5 separate regions of the Sus scrofa genome follow, and regions 2, 3, 4 and 5 are each linked to region 1. Evidence: chromatin contacts called from public Hi-C and HiChIP or PLAC-seq data. All regions are on one chromosome and are shown on one strand. The core of a region is the stretch at or near the end of the contact, and the rest is flanking DNA. Distances in the headings are between cores, read along the strand shown. Region 1 has its middle 100 kb from the start of RFX6. Region 2 has its middle 33 kb from the start of VGLL2. Region 3 holds the start of VGLL2 (transcription cofactor vestigial-like protein 2). Region 4 overlaps ROS1 (proto-oncogene tyrosine-protein kinase ROS). Region 5 holds the start of FAM162B (protein FAM162B).

What was found. Hi-C and Micro-C count contacts between places; a contact is called where the count stands out from the background. HiChIP or PLAC-seq counts read pairs in DNA pulled down with a chosen protein or histone mark.
Region 2: a contact with region 1 is called in an H3K27ac HiChIP or PLAC-seq map of skeletal muscle. The contact joins two enhancer-like sites. A contact is called at or near these places in 3 of 47 Hi-C or Micro-C datasets (embryonic fibroblasts and subcutaneous adipose tissue) and 1 of 2 datasets of contacts at active chromatin or transcription factors (skeletal muscle).
Region 3: an H3K27ac HiChIP or PLAC-seq map of skeletal muscle shows a contact between it and region 1. The contact joins the promoter of VGLL2 here to the enhancer-like site in region 1. A contact is called at or near these places in 6 of 47 Hi-C or Micro-C datasets (embryonic fibroblasts, epiblast stem cells, fetal skeletal muscle and 2 more) and 1 of 2 datasets of contacts at active chromatin or transcription factors (skeletal muscle).
Region 4: a Hi-C map of skeletal muscle shows a contact between it and region 1, with 9 times the contacts expected there. The contact joins two enhancer-like sites. A contact is called at or near these places in 11 of 47 Hi-C or Micro-C datasets (brain, embryonic fibroblasts, fetal liver and 4 more) and 1 of 2 datasets of contacts at active chromatin or transcription factors (skeletal muscle).
Region 5: a contact with region 1 is called in a Hi-C map of skeletal muscle, with 4 times the contacts expected there. The contact joins the promoter of FAM162B here to the enhancer-like site in region 1. A contact is called at or near these places in 1 of 5 promoter capture datasets (liver) and 10 of 47 Hi-C or Micro-C datasets (brain, embryonic fibroblasts, epiblast stem cells and 5 more).

What each region holds. Positions count from the first base shown.
Region 1 is chr1:44,721,577-44,724,276 of Sscrofa11.1, reverse strand. No RefSeq gene overlaps it. Among named protein-coding and RNA genes, the nearest start is that of RFX6, 100 kb to the left of the region's middle. Within about 2 kb of position 1,441, at least 4 of the 83 cell types and tissues checked have an H3K27ac peak or open chromatin away from gene starts, as enhancers often do. A contact at or near this core is called in fetal skeletal muscle and skeletal muscle, where this site is marked.
Region 2 is chr1:44,589,586-44,592,285 of Sscrofa11.1, reverse strand. No RefSeq gene overlaps it. Among named protein-coding and RNA genes, the nearest start is that of VGLL2, 33 kb to the right of the region's middle. Within about 2 kb of position 1,380, at least 3 of the 83 cell types and tissues checked have an H3K27ac peak or open chromatin away from gene starts, as enhancers often do. A contact at or near this core is called in skeletal muscle, where this site is marked.
Region 3 is chr1:44,556,249-44,558,948 of Sscrofa11.1, reverse strand. VGLL2 (transcription cofactor vestigial-like protein 2) reads left to right here and starts at 1,316. Exons shown (of 4, transcript XM_013985005.2): 1 at 1,316-1,441. The coding sequence starts at 1,361.
Region 4 is chr1:44,483,278-44,485,977 of Sscrofa11.1, reverse strand. It overlaps ROS1 (proto-oncogene tyrosine-protein kinase ROS), which reads right to left. Exons shown (of 44, transcript XM_021089102.1): 29 at 2,499-2,643; 30 at 1,497-1,729; 31 at 1,213-1,389. Among named protein-coding and RNA genes, the nearest start is that of VGLL2, 73 kb to the left of the region's middle. Within about 2 kb of position 1,312, at least 1 of the 83 cell types and tissues checked has an H3K27ac peak or open chromatin away from gene starts, as enhancers often do. A contact at or near this core is called in skeletal muscle, where this site is marked.
Region 5 is chr1:44,888,153-44,890,852 of Sscrofa11.1, reverse strand. It overlaps FAM162B (protein FAM162B), which reads right to left and starts at 1,271. Exons shown (of 5, transcript XM_005654391.3): 1 at 818-1,271; 2 at 581-670; 3 at 563-578. The coding sequence starts at 989. LOC110260274 (a long non-coding RNA gene) reads left to right here and starts at 1,270. Exons shown (of 3, transcript XR_002343261.1): 1 at 1,270-1,404.

The DNA of each region.
Region 1 (2,700 bases), core at 192-2,691:
AACTCCAAACCAATGTTATTTTAAACTACAGATGAAAAATTTTAAATGTCACCATAATAAATAAAATTTACATTGTAAAAAAAAAGTTAGGGATAATATTTCTGGATTTGGTAAATTATTTTTAAAAATGTAAATAACATGAATTGTCAGCATGATTGATTTTCAGCTTCAAGACTCAAACAAAAAAAAACTGGCAAGAAGATCTGGAAAGAATATCTTGGAATAGATTTCACAAAGCTGCATCACTGTCAGAATAACCAACACTTGCTATATTAATTAGATTCAGCAGATAGGAGATTCTTAAGTCAATAACCCAGTAATATTTTATATAAAGATTCTCATTTATCTGAAACATAAAAACACATGCTATTTTTAAAAGGCCTTTACATCCATATTGTATTTAATGTGAGTGGGTTTCAATTATAATAGAGAGTACGATCCATCTGATAAAGATTGGGTTGAAATCTTAGGGAGGAGGGGCAGTGGGCGCCCACTGTTTGAGAAGTAGTATTAGGCCTCCTTATCCAGATTTTATGGCACCAAGTGGATTTTCCTTCCCTCTCACCTTCACTCACTGAATATATAATAATTTTAAAAAGTAGAATCACTTCCAAGAACTAAAAAGTCTCATAATAAGTCTAACAGACAAACACCTCATTTTACAATGGGACCTGTTATCCACCCTATTGCTCTGTACTTGTCACATTCTGGTGCCATTTCAAGTGAGTACTGAGTAAATCCAGTTGTGCAAATAATTAATATAGATAAATCCAGCAAAATGAAAAATTTCTCATGTTCATATTTGTACCTATCCATTTGCATACAGAAAACATCCTCATATAAACATATGAGCTCAAACTCCACACCCTCTTTACCCATTGACATTGGATTTCAAGAAAATAATGTTTCTATAAAAATTTCAGTTCCATCCACAGACTATACAAAAAAAAAACCCTCACTGATGTAAAACTGATCATCCAACAATATAGCTTCAAAATTCACATAAATTGTAGTTTTTCATTCCAGAGGTCCTGACATATGCAAGCAAGACTTGAGATATTGTACTATCCTTACAGTACTTGAACGAGACAGATAAGAGATAAACTAGTCAGACCCACATTTATTTGGTAGAAAGTTGTTAAAAGCACAATAAGGAAAGTAGCAACCATCAAAGACAGCTTCCTTCTTATAAATAATACGTTGTCTTCTTGAGCAATATAACTTTGTATCTGATGCCTGTGGTTGGAAATACTTTTCATTTCTAGAGAAGCCAAATTGCCTATCTGTGTTCTTGTGACACCAGGTTTTGGCTTGTATAAATGAGCGCAAGATAAATCCGGTGCTAACAAAGAAAAGAAGGGACTTCCACATAAGGGTACAAGGACAGTGAGCATTTGCCACTCCCAGGTCTCCTGGTCTCCTTTCCTAGAGTCATGGGAGCTGTTGGTCATTTCTTTTTAGTGGGCAAGAGTCAACTGACTCCCCATTCCTGGTGCCACAGGCCTGAAAGCTTGGGATGGAAAACAATTTCGACATTCGCCACTTGGACTCCCGCCCTTAGCAGGCACATTTGTTGTTCATACATGGTCTTTTGGCTGCCTTCTCTCCCAGCCATCTGTTAAGAGAGGCATTGTGCCTGCTCAGATGGAATGGTGCCACTATTTCTAAGAGACTCTCACAAAATATAGGTCTTAACTACCTTGACTTCACAAAGTTCAAACTACATTTACCAACTGGAATTGCATTTTAAAATTCGGCAGAGCTGAGTGGTGAAAGGCTGAATTCTACGTCCAGTTAAATCGTGAGATTCCAAAAAGAATTATTTAAGATTTACTTTCAATGAGTGGACAATGAAATTGAATGCTACATTTTCCATGATTGAATACAAGGTATAAATACAGCTGCACACATCACTGTTTTCTCCTTTCATGTGACCAGCTTGAGAAAACAGCGACTCTACACCTGTTATCCTTTTATCTTCAAGACCACACGTCTCATCGATTCACAGAGATTGTTTATACATTTAGAATATTTAATTGATTATGGATCAGCCCATGTGAGCTCCAACTGTCATTAGCAAGGCTGTAAGAGGGATAAGAGACTTACTCTATGAAATCCACCAGGACAGAGATCGCCTTTCCAAAGAAGGTTAGGTTGAGCCTTTTGCACCTTTCAACTAGTACATTTTCAAGCTCACCATTTCCCCTCAAGGTTTTAATGTGTCTCCTCCCAGATTCTTAAGCATCTCAGAGTGGAGTTTGAGCCCATCTCCAGGTCTCTGTCAAGTTTCATCTTTCCACTAGATAGGTCATCAGGTTTTACAGCCAACTTGTGTATCCTTCCGCATTTGGCTCATGGTCATTTCGCACATCCACATCTGGATTGGAAAGCAAAGCTAATCTGGGATGCAAGCCTTGCAAATCCAGCCAAATACCACCTGAATGAGCTCTAGCTCTCAATCAGACAATAAGTATTGCAGTTGTGCATAAACCACCAAATTTCCTCATTTCAAGTCTTTATCCTCTCTCCAGTTGGAAAAGAAATGATTCCTTAACTGAAAGCTAACATTAAAATAATTACATAAAATCATGCATTTTAAAATAAGTATCAAATTTATAGTATCATGCTCCTGCTCAAGACTAAATAAAATATGAGAAATTTGATTTTTACGTAGAAAATGGAATTTATAAGTTTTCCCCC
Region 2 (2,700 bases), core at 131-2,630, 130 kb after region 1:
CAAGAGAAATGGGATGCCACTTCCTCCCACCCCACCCCCTTTGGAAACCACAAGTCTGCTCTCCATGTCTGTGAGTCTGTTTCTATTCTGCAGATTGGATCATTTGTGCCACATTTTAGATTCCACATATAAGTGATATCATATGGTATTTGTCTTTCTTTTACTGACTTAACTACACTTATTATGAGAATCTCTAGATGGATCCATGTTGCTGCAAATGGCATTATTTTTTTCCTTTTTATGGCTGAGTAGTATTCCATTCACACAACACTGTAAATCAACTATACTCTAATTTAGAAAAGAGAGAGCTAGGATGGATCACAGCTATGACTAAGAAGGAAGGATCAACCTTGCAATTCCAGGGAGAATGGGTTCCTTAACCTGCAAGTGGCTATATGTGGAAGGAAAAAGAGGTGTTATTTGGTTGATTTGGTTTGGTTCTTTTTTTGTGTGTGGTTCATTTTTTTTTTGTTTGTGTTTTGGCCCTGGTATTAATTATTACGTAATGTAAAGAGTAACGACCTGTCTGGTTCCCCAGGTTTGAGTCCTTACAGATGCTAAAAAGCTCTGTCTCTTCAGACTTCCTCTGGACTTATAATGGCTTCATCTCTCAAACAAGTGTGCAGCTATGTACCTCCTATGTAAAAACAACTGCTTCCCTATATAATCCCTAAGCGCCAAGAAAAAAAATGTATTCACCACCCCCTCCAACCTTTCTTGCACTTTCAGTCTCTATATTTTCTTCATATCACTCTCTCCATCAATCTCATCCACACATTCTTTAAAATCTCAACACATCATCACTGAAAACAGAAATTATATTTCCCTTTAAAATATTCAGTAGATTGAATATGACAGTTAACCATGCACCATTTTATAAATACCTCTTCTATATTATCTCAAACTTATACTGAATTCTTTCTTGTTGTTTTATTTTTTCCTGCATTCATTTCTTGCCCCTAAATAGATCCTATGCTCCTTGAAGGGAGAGAAAATTTCTGATTCATCTCTGAATTCCCCACAATACCACATCCATAAAGTAGACAGTCAAAAGATATTGACTGAGATGCCTGGAAAAGTATGTGTAAAAAATATTTTTAAACAAGGTGTTATTGTTACTACTCTTTGCATTAGTTTTGATGACAATTCCTCTTCTATCAGATACTTGTCAAATGAAAGAGAATGCTGTAAACTCTCATACTTTAGACACTATAAATTCCCATAGTGCGGAAGACTTCCAAACTCTGATATCTTGGAAATCAAAAAATTACGTTAATCCAAAGGATATGGTTATATCTATTCCCTCTGCTTTTCACCATCCATGTCAATAGTTTGTTACATTGTTTCACTCCTTACTCTCCTCCTGCTAGAGCAGCCCATTTGCAACAGAACTGGGCTGCTGCGGCACTACTAGCAGGCTGAAAGGCAGAATACGGTCTAGCTGGTTAGTCTATTTTAATTCAGATTTTTCTCAATAGAAACAGGCTGCTAAGATGAATGTGACTGACACTGACCAATGGATAGATCCAATTTTTCTTAAGCAGGTATCTCTCTTTGTTGAAGACAAGTATGTCTTGTCACAATTTGGCTGCCTAATTTTAGCTCCAACTAGGGTTTGCTTAGCCACGAAGTTCCAAATCCAAGCCAGAAATAGGCAGAAGAGTGATGGTCATGTGTTTAACGAGATCCCAGGCAACAGGCCAACACACATTGGAGCTGGGGTGGAATTTCTTGCCCTGTGAAAATGCAGTGCTAAATCTTCCTCTCCCTCTTCTCTCTTTCTCTACAAGTGGATCTCTCCTGCACAGTGTGCTGGGCTGTCACCCGAAACTAATGAGGAAGATGTGTCTCCCAGCAATCTGAGCTACAGTCAAAAGTGCGTGACCTACCAGGCTTCACAGGCCAACTTGGACCATGATTTCTGGAATGGTTGGAAAAAGTATTTTAATATAGTTCACCTTGGTATACTATTTCATCAATAACTTCTAAAATTTCACAGGGTCCATCTTTAAAGTCCTTAGACATCCTCAGCTTACAACCCATAGTAGTACATTTTTTACTGTAGGAAATGAACTTCCTCACTTTCTCTTCCTCTTTCACTCACTGCCTTTCATTTAGACTTCTTTTTTTTTTTTTTTTTTTTTTTTTTTGGAGATGAAGTATGAACTCCCACACGACCTCCCATACTCACTCTTCCCTTTCCTTCTGGTTTATCAGTAACAGTTGAAGCATATTGACCAAGAAAAGTAATTATAAACATAATTTGTACTTTATAAATACCTAAAATTAGCTGTATGAGCATGTCTTCTTTCCTTTCATACCCCTTTCACAAAAACGTTACTACATGTTAAGTCACTATAGAGCAAAAGCAAAAAATAGCACATTTATAAATTTTATAAGTTTTATCATTTTTTTTCTAGGACTGATTCCACAGAAGACTTGAGAGAGAACATATAAAAATAAAACAGTCTCAAGGACCAGAAAAGACAAATAAGACCCATAATCTCATTCAGCTTAAAATCCTTAGGTCATTTTCAGATATTTTGTAGTTGTTAGCTACCTATAGTTGCCAAAATCAAGGAATCAACATGTATTACAACCAACTATAATATTTTAAGATGTAATTAATGTTCTAAATTTAACAAAAAGAAAAACATTTTATCCTAGGGAAACTCTTAGGCATGTTAACTGTGTCCCACT
Region 3 (2,700 bases), core at 67-2,566, 170 kb after region 1:
CCTACACTTTTAGGATGGAGAACTCCACCGGTAACTCGCCTCCCCACAGAGCCAGGGGAGGGGTACTTGGGATGGACGGAAAGAGTCACAGGAAGTAGGTCCGAGCCTGGAGAACTCTCGAGGCACGAAACAGAACGGCTATCAGCAATGCACGTTTCACAATTGGAGTGTATCCTCTTTCACCTCTAAAATGAAACAATCGCAGCTGCTGTTTTACCCGCTATAGAGTCAGCAAAAGCCCTCTCTGACCTCCCTGCAATTCCTAGGATAATTGCTCTTGCAGCCAACGAGTCCCTGTTCCAAAAAGTTACTGAAACTTTAAAGGATGCCGGCCGAGAAGACTCGGGGCGGCAGGGGGCTGGGTAAGCCTCCAGGACTCCTCGAAAGCTGCTTGTACCGGGAGGAGCCAGAGCCGGGGCGTGAACAACGGGTTCGGATGGAGGATGTCAAAGAGAAAGGGGAGGGGTCACACTCTAGAGGGGCAGAAGGGACCCGCTCCAGTAAGTGGAACTGAGGTGTGGGAGCAGGCGGCGGGTTTGCCAGCTTGGAGAGGGCGCAAAGGAGGTGCCACAGGGCAGCGGTTACATGCTTCAGCCGCTGCCATTTCCCTGCAGAGAAAGCTCCTCGGCGCGGAGAGGAGTTCCCGGACTCTGACACCGTAACTGCAACGACCCGGATCTCTTAAGGGATTCCTGAGGATAGCGCCTTTCCTCCCCAGGAGCTGAGAGCAGAGAATCTTCCCCACCTCGCCACCCCCGGACACACACACACAGCTCTCCATTGTGAGGCCGAGACTCTCCCACAACACCTTTACCCACCAGGCTACAACTTTCTCTCTCAGTGTTATAGAGCCCCCGTTTCTCCCTGTCCCTCCGCCCCCTCCTGCCTCAGCCTGGGAAATCCCAATTCCTCACCGTGCGAAGCCCCAGGGCTCAAGCCCCGGGCTACGCCGTTCGCCGCACCCTTGGCCAAAGGCTCTTGGGGAGGGTAGCCTGGAGAAACTCACCGGCAGCCCCTCAGTCCCTTGTCCCTCGCACCCCATTGCTCCCACCCGTCCCCGCCCATGTCTCCCCCACCCTCCACGGCCTGGGAGTGGCGTCAGCACGCCCGCCCCGCGTGGGGTTTAAATGCCCACTAGCTGGAGCCCGGGAGCTTCTATCCCGGAGCGCGGTGGCGGCTGGAATTGCAGGAGTGGGAGGGGAGCGTGCGAGCGGGATCCCGAGCCGCGGAGCGCGCTGCCCCTCGCTCCGCCGCCGATGACTCCGGAGCTTAAGTCCAAGTGCCGCGCATGCAGCATCCCGGCCCTCCGCCGACCGAAAGTTGAGGATAAAACATTTAACCGTCTCCGCTGCGGGGAGCCATGAGCTGTTTGGATGTTATGTACCAAGTCTACGGTCCTCCCCAGCCTTACTTCGCAGCCGCCTACACCCCCTACCACCAGGTACGTGTCTCCCGCCCTACCCGCCTCCCCCACACCCCCGCCCATGCCTCGAAGACAAGTGGCGCGCCGCGGCTTTTCCAGCACCGCTGGTACTCTAAGGTCCTCCGCGCCTCCGCGCGGGTCCCTTGCGTCGGAAAAGAGGCGTGCTCCTCCCGGATGTGAGGACTGCCCGCGTTGCCATCCAGTAGGTTAAACTAGCCCGTTTAGCTTCCCCACTGGCTCTCTCCGGAAGGCAGCTATATCCTGCAAACGCTTGCCCGGGTCTTCCTGGGAATAATCAAACGAGGATCTCGCGGGCTGCACTGTTCTCTTAGTGTTGAACTCCAGGTTCTTCCGAGCCCGGAGCTGGTGCAGGGAGAGGTGAGCACAGCTCACGCAGGGAAAACCAAGCTTTGGTCTTAAAGGTAAGAGTGACAACAAAACAAAAGCAAAGGCCTGTCTCTCGCTGTCTGAGATGCAGACTCGCGTTCTCATCCCTGCAAGCTTATCTAAGGCTTTTTTTTTTTTTTTTTCCATTTCAATTCTCAGGCAATCAGGCCAATTCATTCCAGAATCAGAGAACTCTTTACAAAGAAAACTGCGCGAAACTCACAGGTTTTAGCTGTCTTTGTTCGAAAAGTTCTGGGGAACATTATTGGGTTCGATTGAGCTGGCAAGAGGCAAGCTTCATAGATAATGCTTCACCTTTCTCCAGCATGAATAGCCGAATCGCGTTGCCCTGCCGTCAACAAACCCACTTTTGAGAAGACCACTTAACCCGGATTCTGCAAACTCTTCTTCAAGTTTCGCTTAATTATTCCAGTTCTTCTATTTTCAGAGCTGTATCTAGTAGAACAGCTTTTCTTCTCATTCTTCAGCTGATATAGTCGAAACTGAGGACAGTAGTCCAGGAAATGAATAAGATCACGCTGGGGGGTGGGGGTGGCCCCTCTAAGAGTCCAGACCAGACCAGCTTGGAAAATGAGGGCCTGGACTCTTGTTTCCAGAAATTGAAATACACCTGCTGGAGTCCATGCTTTTGCCAATTTTGCTTGCAGGGTTTCTATTTGAAAATTTCCTGATGAATTAATGACGGGATGGGTAGATTTTTCATTTTGCTTTCCCCACCTTCTCTCCTTTTAAAAACTTTCCAACCAGAAGTTTGTTTAGTATTAATGCTAATTTCAGGAATCACCAGAGTCCCTCATGATAAACCAAGTGGGAATGTGGTAGAAATGGTGATATTGCTAAATAACTCCAGTCATTTGGCTTCAGTATCT
Region 4 (2,700 bases), core at 63-2,562, 240 kb after region 1:
AGGAGGCAGACGAAACTCAGATCCCGCATTGCTATGGCTGAGGTGTAGGCAAGCAGCTGTAGCTCCAATTCGACCCCTAGACTGGAAACCTCCATGTGCCTCGGGTGCGGCCCTAAAAAAAAAAAAAAACCAAAAAGATTACCAAAAATATTTTATTTCGTAAAATTTTAAAACATCCTGGAGAGCAACTTCAGTTTTAAAGAAATATGAAGCCAGGACTATACTGATTTTTTTTTTTTAAGTTCCTTCTGGACAAAACACTCCCAACCAATCTTTACAAATGTGGATATGCAAATATATAATAGTGAAAAAGGAAATGTCACAATTATAAAAACTTAATAGTCTATTAAGTGTATCAGTATAAAAATCAATGTAGACTTTCCTGGAAATGAATTCATTAATTGATGCATAAATTTAATAGGTATTTTCACAATGGTTAAACCATAAAGATTTTTGGATGAATAACCATTTAAAGTTTACGATCAATATCAAACTAGTATAGGATAAACTGGCTTTATATTTTATTTCTCTCCTGTTGCCATATTACCTTTAAATGGTTGAAAGAACATTTCTAAACAATACTAAGTTTATATTTATTCACTTCTTTCATTTTTTTCATAGAAAACACCAAATTGTTATGGACTTTAAACTAGAGGACCAAGCTGATAACATCTAAAGTAAGTAAAATATTATGAAACCAGTGAACCATAACTTATATCCTACTTATGGAAACTTTTAAGAGCAATTTAATCTCTCCGATAATTTTTTCCATCAGAAATTAATTAGTCTAGATGGCTTACTGCTTCTATCTGGAAAACCTGAATTGATGAATGCTGACAACTATATTGCTCATTTATACAATTGAATGCCCTAGAGATATTTTTTTAAAGGCCTTCTGATTTATTCTATAGCATAAAACAAAGATTTGCATTAAAAGTGTATGGTGAGGAGTTTCCATTAATGGCTTAGCGGGTTAAGAACCTGACATAGTATCCGTGAGGTTGCAGGTCCAATCCCTAGCCTCACTCAGTGGGTTAAGGATCTGGTGTTGCCACAAGGTGCGGTGTAGGTTGTAGATGTGGCTCAGATCTGGTGTTGCTGTGCCTGTGCTTGTGGCCTTAGCTGCAGCTCTGATTCGAACCCTAGCCTGGGATCTTCCATTTGCCTTGGGTGCATCCATTTAAAAAAAAATAAGTGTATGGTGAGATGTACCTTTTGGAGTTCAAACCAGAAGCTGATGAGGTTAACATTAGATGGAGCCTTCCAACCTAGTTGCAAACTCGTGTTCTCTGGAGCCAAGGCATAAGGTTTCTCTGGTGTGTCAAACGTTTCAACAGTGACAGGCTGACTCTCTGCACACCACATTTCCTCAGCATGGCAGGCCAGAACCTTTTCGTTAAAAAAAACAAAAACAAACAAACAAAAAAAACTGCTTAACCTTTCTTGAACCTTGCACTTGAGAATGGCAATGAAAGTACCCAATACACTCACCGTACCTTTAACACATAAAGTTTTCCACCAGACAGTCTAGTAACAAGGAGAGAGAGCCTTCCATTTGGATATTCACTTGGCCTGAGTGGAGTCTCGGGAACTGAAGCCAGGTGCGAGATTGCCACCTGATAGCGGACCAACTCTTTAGGTCCGTTTGGCTTGTGAGATTCTCTCCAGGATATAACAAGGCTGGTGTCTGACTGCACAGTTGTGTTAATGAGCTCAACTGCCTCTGGTACTGAAATAAATAGCAACGCACAATAAGTGATGTTGCAACAGCACTGAAAGATGGAAAGAAGTAATGGAGTCTTGGTTGAGGAATAAGCATATCATGTGAGCAGAATGAATGACAGATGTTCTGAAGGAAAGCCAGCCTCTTATGTAACACTAAGTTAACAGACTGCCTGAAAGGCTCTTGCTTATTTTTGCCTAATAACTGAATCATTCTCTGACTCCAGCTCAAGGATATGGCCAATGATGATGAGTAACCTAATTCAAGTGAGTTTTGTGAATGCCATCAGCAACCTGTGAAAGAAATGACATCCACTCATAATAACCTCCACCTCTTAAAACACCTTTATAGATTCTAGATCCATTTTCTCTAAGGCAATGATGTTATATTACTTTATATCTCAGTCGCCACGGTAAAATTCTCAAAGAAAAAAGAATTGGCTTTCCTAGGTCTCACCACATGGACAGAGACTGATAAATACACAGGAAGAGAGTGACACTCTGTGGTGAGTCCAAAGAATGTGTTTCCAGTCACCCAGAATTGATCATGTTTTGCCTTATGGTTGCTTTTTCATTTTGGTGGGATATTATCCATCATCTTCTGGTGTTAGGATAAGGATTATGCCATCAGACTATTCCACAAGTACATTTTTCTTTTAAGCTTTAAAATCTCACATAAAGATTACTTAGCATCCAGATAAAAACTAATGGAGGCATACACATCACAAGTATTGCAAAATTCCGCTCTAGAAACCCACACCACGCACATAACTCACCTCCACTTTTAGTTTTTCCCCAAATCTCTTTTCCCAGAGGTAATTGTTCCAAAGGATCTGAATAATAATTCTTTACAGCTATCTGTATCATATATGTTGAAAATGGTTGTAAACCTTCAATAAGGGCTATACTCTCCTGAAATTCCTGTAATTAATTTAAAAAAAAATCAATGTCTGATTCTGATTTTTTGCACAAATGAGA
Region 5 (2,700 bases), core at 22-2,521, 170 kb before region 1:
AGTGAGTCCTAGTCCAAGAATCCCGGGCTCAGAGGGCTGCAGAACCGCGTATACCAGGCATCTCCCTCTCCAGGAGTGGATGTGGCTTCTTCCCAGAGACTCTCCAGCCACCCCACGAGCCATGATTACTCCTTGGGTGCAGCAGGAAGCCGCCGCCCTGAACAGAGCCCCTCTTTCTCTGTTGTCCCCGCAGCCCCTTGGGTGCTCGAGAGGACAACGGTGCCTTCGGTTAGGCCTAAGTACTCCTCTGTCTCACCACCTGGAGCTCGCTAGGGGCGGGTATCCGGGCGCCATGGAAGTGCCCATTGAACTTCAGGGTTTTCACTCAACTCCAACAATCCCCTTTTCCGCTTAGTTTAGTTCCCAGACTAGTCAGGAAGCTTGGCATTTAACCGTACTAGGGGGCCGTAGACAAATTCCTTAAGGTGGAAGGTATTGCTAGGAAGACCTGCTTGGCTCCGCGGCCGCCTTCGTTCTAGGTCGAGAGGTGAGTGGATAGACCCTCCAACCCCAGCGCCCTCCCCGGCGCACGCACCCGGGGCCAGGCACAGGCTACACTTACGGGATCCTAGGGGGATCTCTTCCATCGCTTTGAAACGTCCGGTCCACAGCAAGATCTTCTTGTCGAATTGCGACGGCTTATGCTCGGCGGGGACCCTGTGGACCCTCCCTGCTGCGAAAGCGACAGGCTTGGTGTTGGTCGGAAGAACCGACAGACCGACGGCACAGAGAATCACCCCTCAATCCCCTAGCCGCGGCTCCTCGCCCGCCCCTCCTCGGACCCCTCGCTCCCAGGCCATTTCCAGCCCCCACTCACCGGAACCCTGAGGCTCCGAGCCGCCCGGGGCCCCGCCACTGGAGTACTGAGGAAGACCCCGGGGCCGGAGAGATGCTACCGGCCGCCTCGAGGTTTCTGGCGGTGCTCCCGGGGCGCAGCGGGGGATGCACCCCGAGCGGAGGCGCAGGAGGCTCCCGACCGCGGCGAGCATGATGCGCCTTGTTCCCGCGCCCGCGGCGAGCCGGAGCCCGCGCTTGAGCTCCGGGGGCCCCCTGCCCCTCCCCACTTCGCGTCGCTCCCGGGGGAGCCCCAAGCGCGCAGCTGGAGTCCGACGTGCCCACCCTCGGCTCCCGGACCCGCCCCCTGCCGGCGACCCGAGACCGGGACATCGCGACCCCAGGGCTGAGTCCTTCGCCTGGTAGGACTCAGGGAGCGGCCTGCCTCTGCTGGACTACTTTCCTCCGAGACGGCTCCGTGCGGCTGGTTTTAAGGGCATTTCTTACTCTTGAGTAGAAACGTGTTTTCATCGGGCTTTCGCCCTTTGGTTCCACTGTTCCCTGCCCAAGGGAATAAATCTCCCTCCTCTTCTCCAGGGAAAGCCAACAGTCGCTCCAAATGTTTACCAAGTAAGTGTAAGGACTTTGTCAAAAGACTTCTGATTTTCCCATGAGGACGTATTTTGAAGTTAGCGCCTCACCCCGCCCTCCACTCCCATACTTTTATCGTTTCTGGGCAAAACAACGGCAACTGCTTTTTGTTACCTCTTCATGTCTTAGACCAGAAAGTCCCCAAACTCCCTGTCAAAGGAGCTTTTCTTCTACTTTCCACCATCTTCCCTCTCAAAAAGAGGGCAGAATCCACTATTCTCTGGGATTTAAATGAGAGCAGGGACTCAGAGAAGGCAGAGAAGGGCTCTTAGGAAAGCTAAGTGGAAGGAACTTACTTTTTCTACCTACTCATAGTCCGGGGAAGACAGATCTCAGCCAAGTGGAAGCGCCCTTAAGAACCCAGCCCCAGGCCCAGCCCATCCTCCCCTTGACTGTCTCTGAGGTTCTTCCCCTGCCCAGACACTAACTTACTTTTAGTTGGATTTTCAGGTGTTTCTTTTCTCCCTAACTAGACTTTAGGCACTTGAAGGCAAGATCTCTGTCTTTCACATAATGGTATTTAACAAAAGAACACAGATGCATAACTCTGTAAAGAAATACGCATTTACAGGAGTGATTTTAGAAAGAATGTTAGCTTTGCCTTCATTCAACTTTAAACCCCTGATTTGTGACTTAAGGGTTACACAGTTATGAGGAGATCATTTTGGGGAGCCACACCCACAGCGTTCAGAAGTTCCTGGGCCTCACCATAGCAGCAACCCAAGCCACAGCAGTGACAATGCCTGATCCTTAACCTGCTGAGCCACCAGGGAACTCCCTATGAGCAAATCATTCAAGTCATCAATCTTGGCCTCATTTGTAAAATGAGAATTCCTGCCTCTCAAGTTCATTCCTGCAACCACTACAAAACAAACAAAACCCATACTGTATACACCAGCTACTTCTCAGAGCTGGACATGGAGCTGTGAACAATGCCAAGTGGGGGTTAGTAGATGAAGCAAAAAAAGCAAGATGAAACAAAGTAAGTAGGCATGAGGTGGAAGGATGGTTAGGGATACCCCTCCAAATGTGCCTGGCACATAATAACACTTCAAAGATGTTCTTTCCCTTCACATTGTTTAACTAGTCTGGAAACAGGGGCATTTTAATTCAAGAAATCTCCTGTAGGGAACTTTAGGAAGCTATGAGCTCCCCAAGGGTCAAAATTGTCTTATTCAGCACTGTATCCCCAGGATGTAGCTGAAACATTGGCACTTAGTACATAACTTGATTTTAATCTGTCAAATGAATGAATAAATGAATGCAAATCTTCAA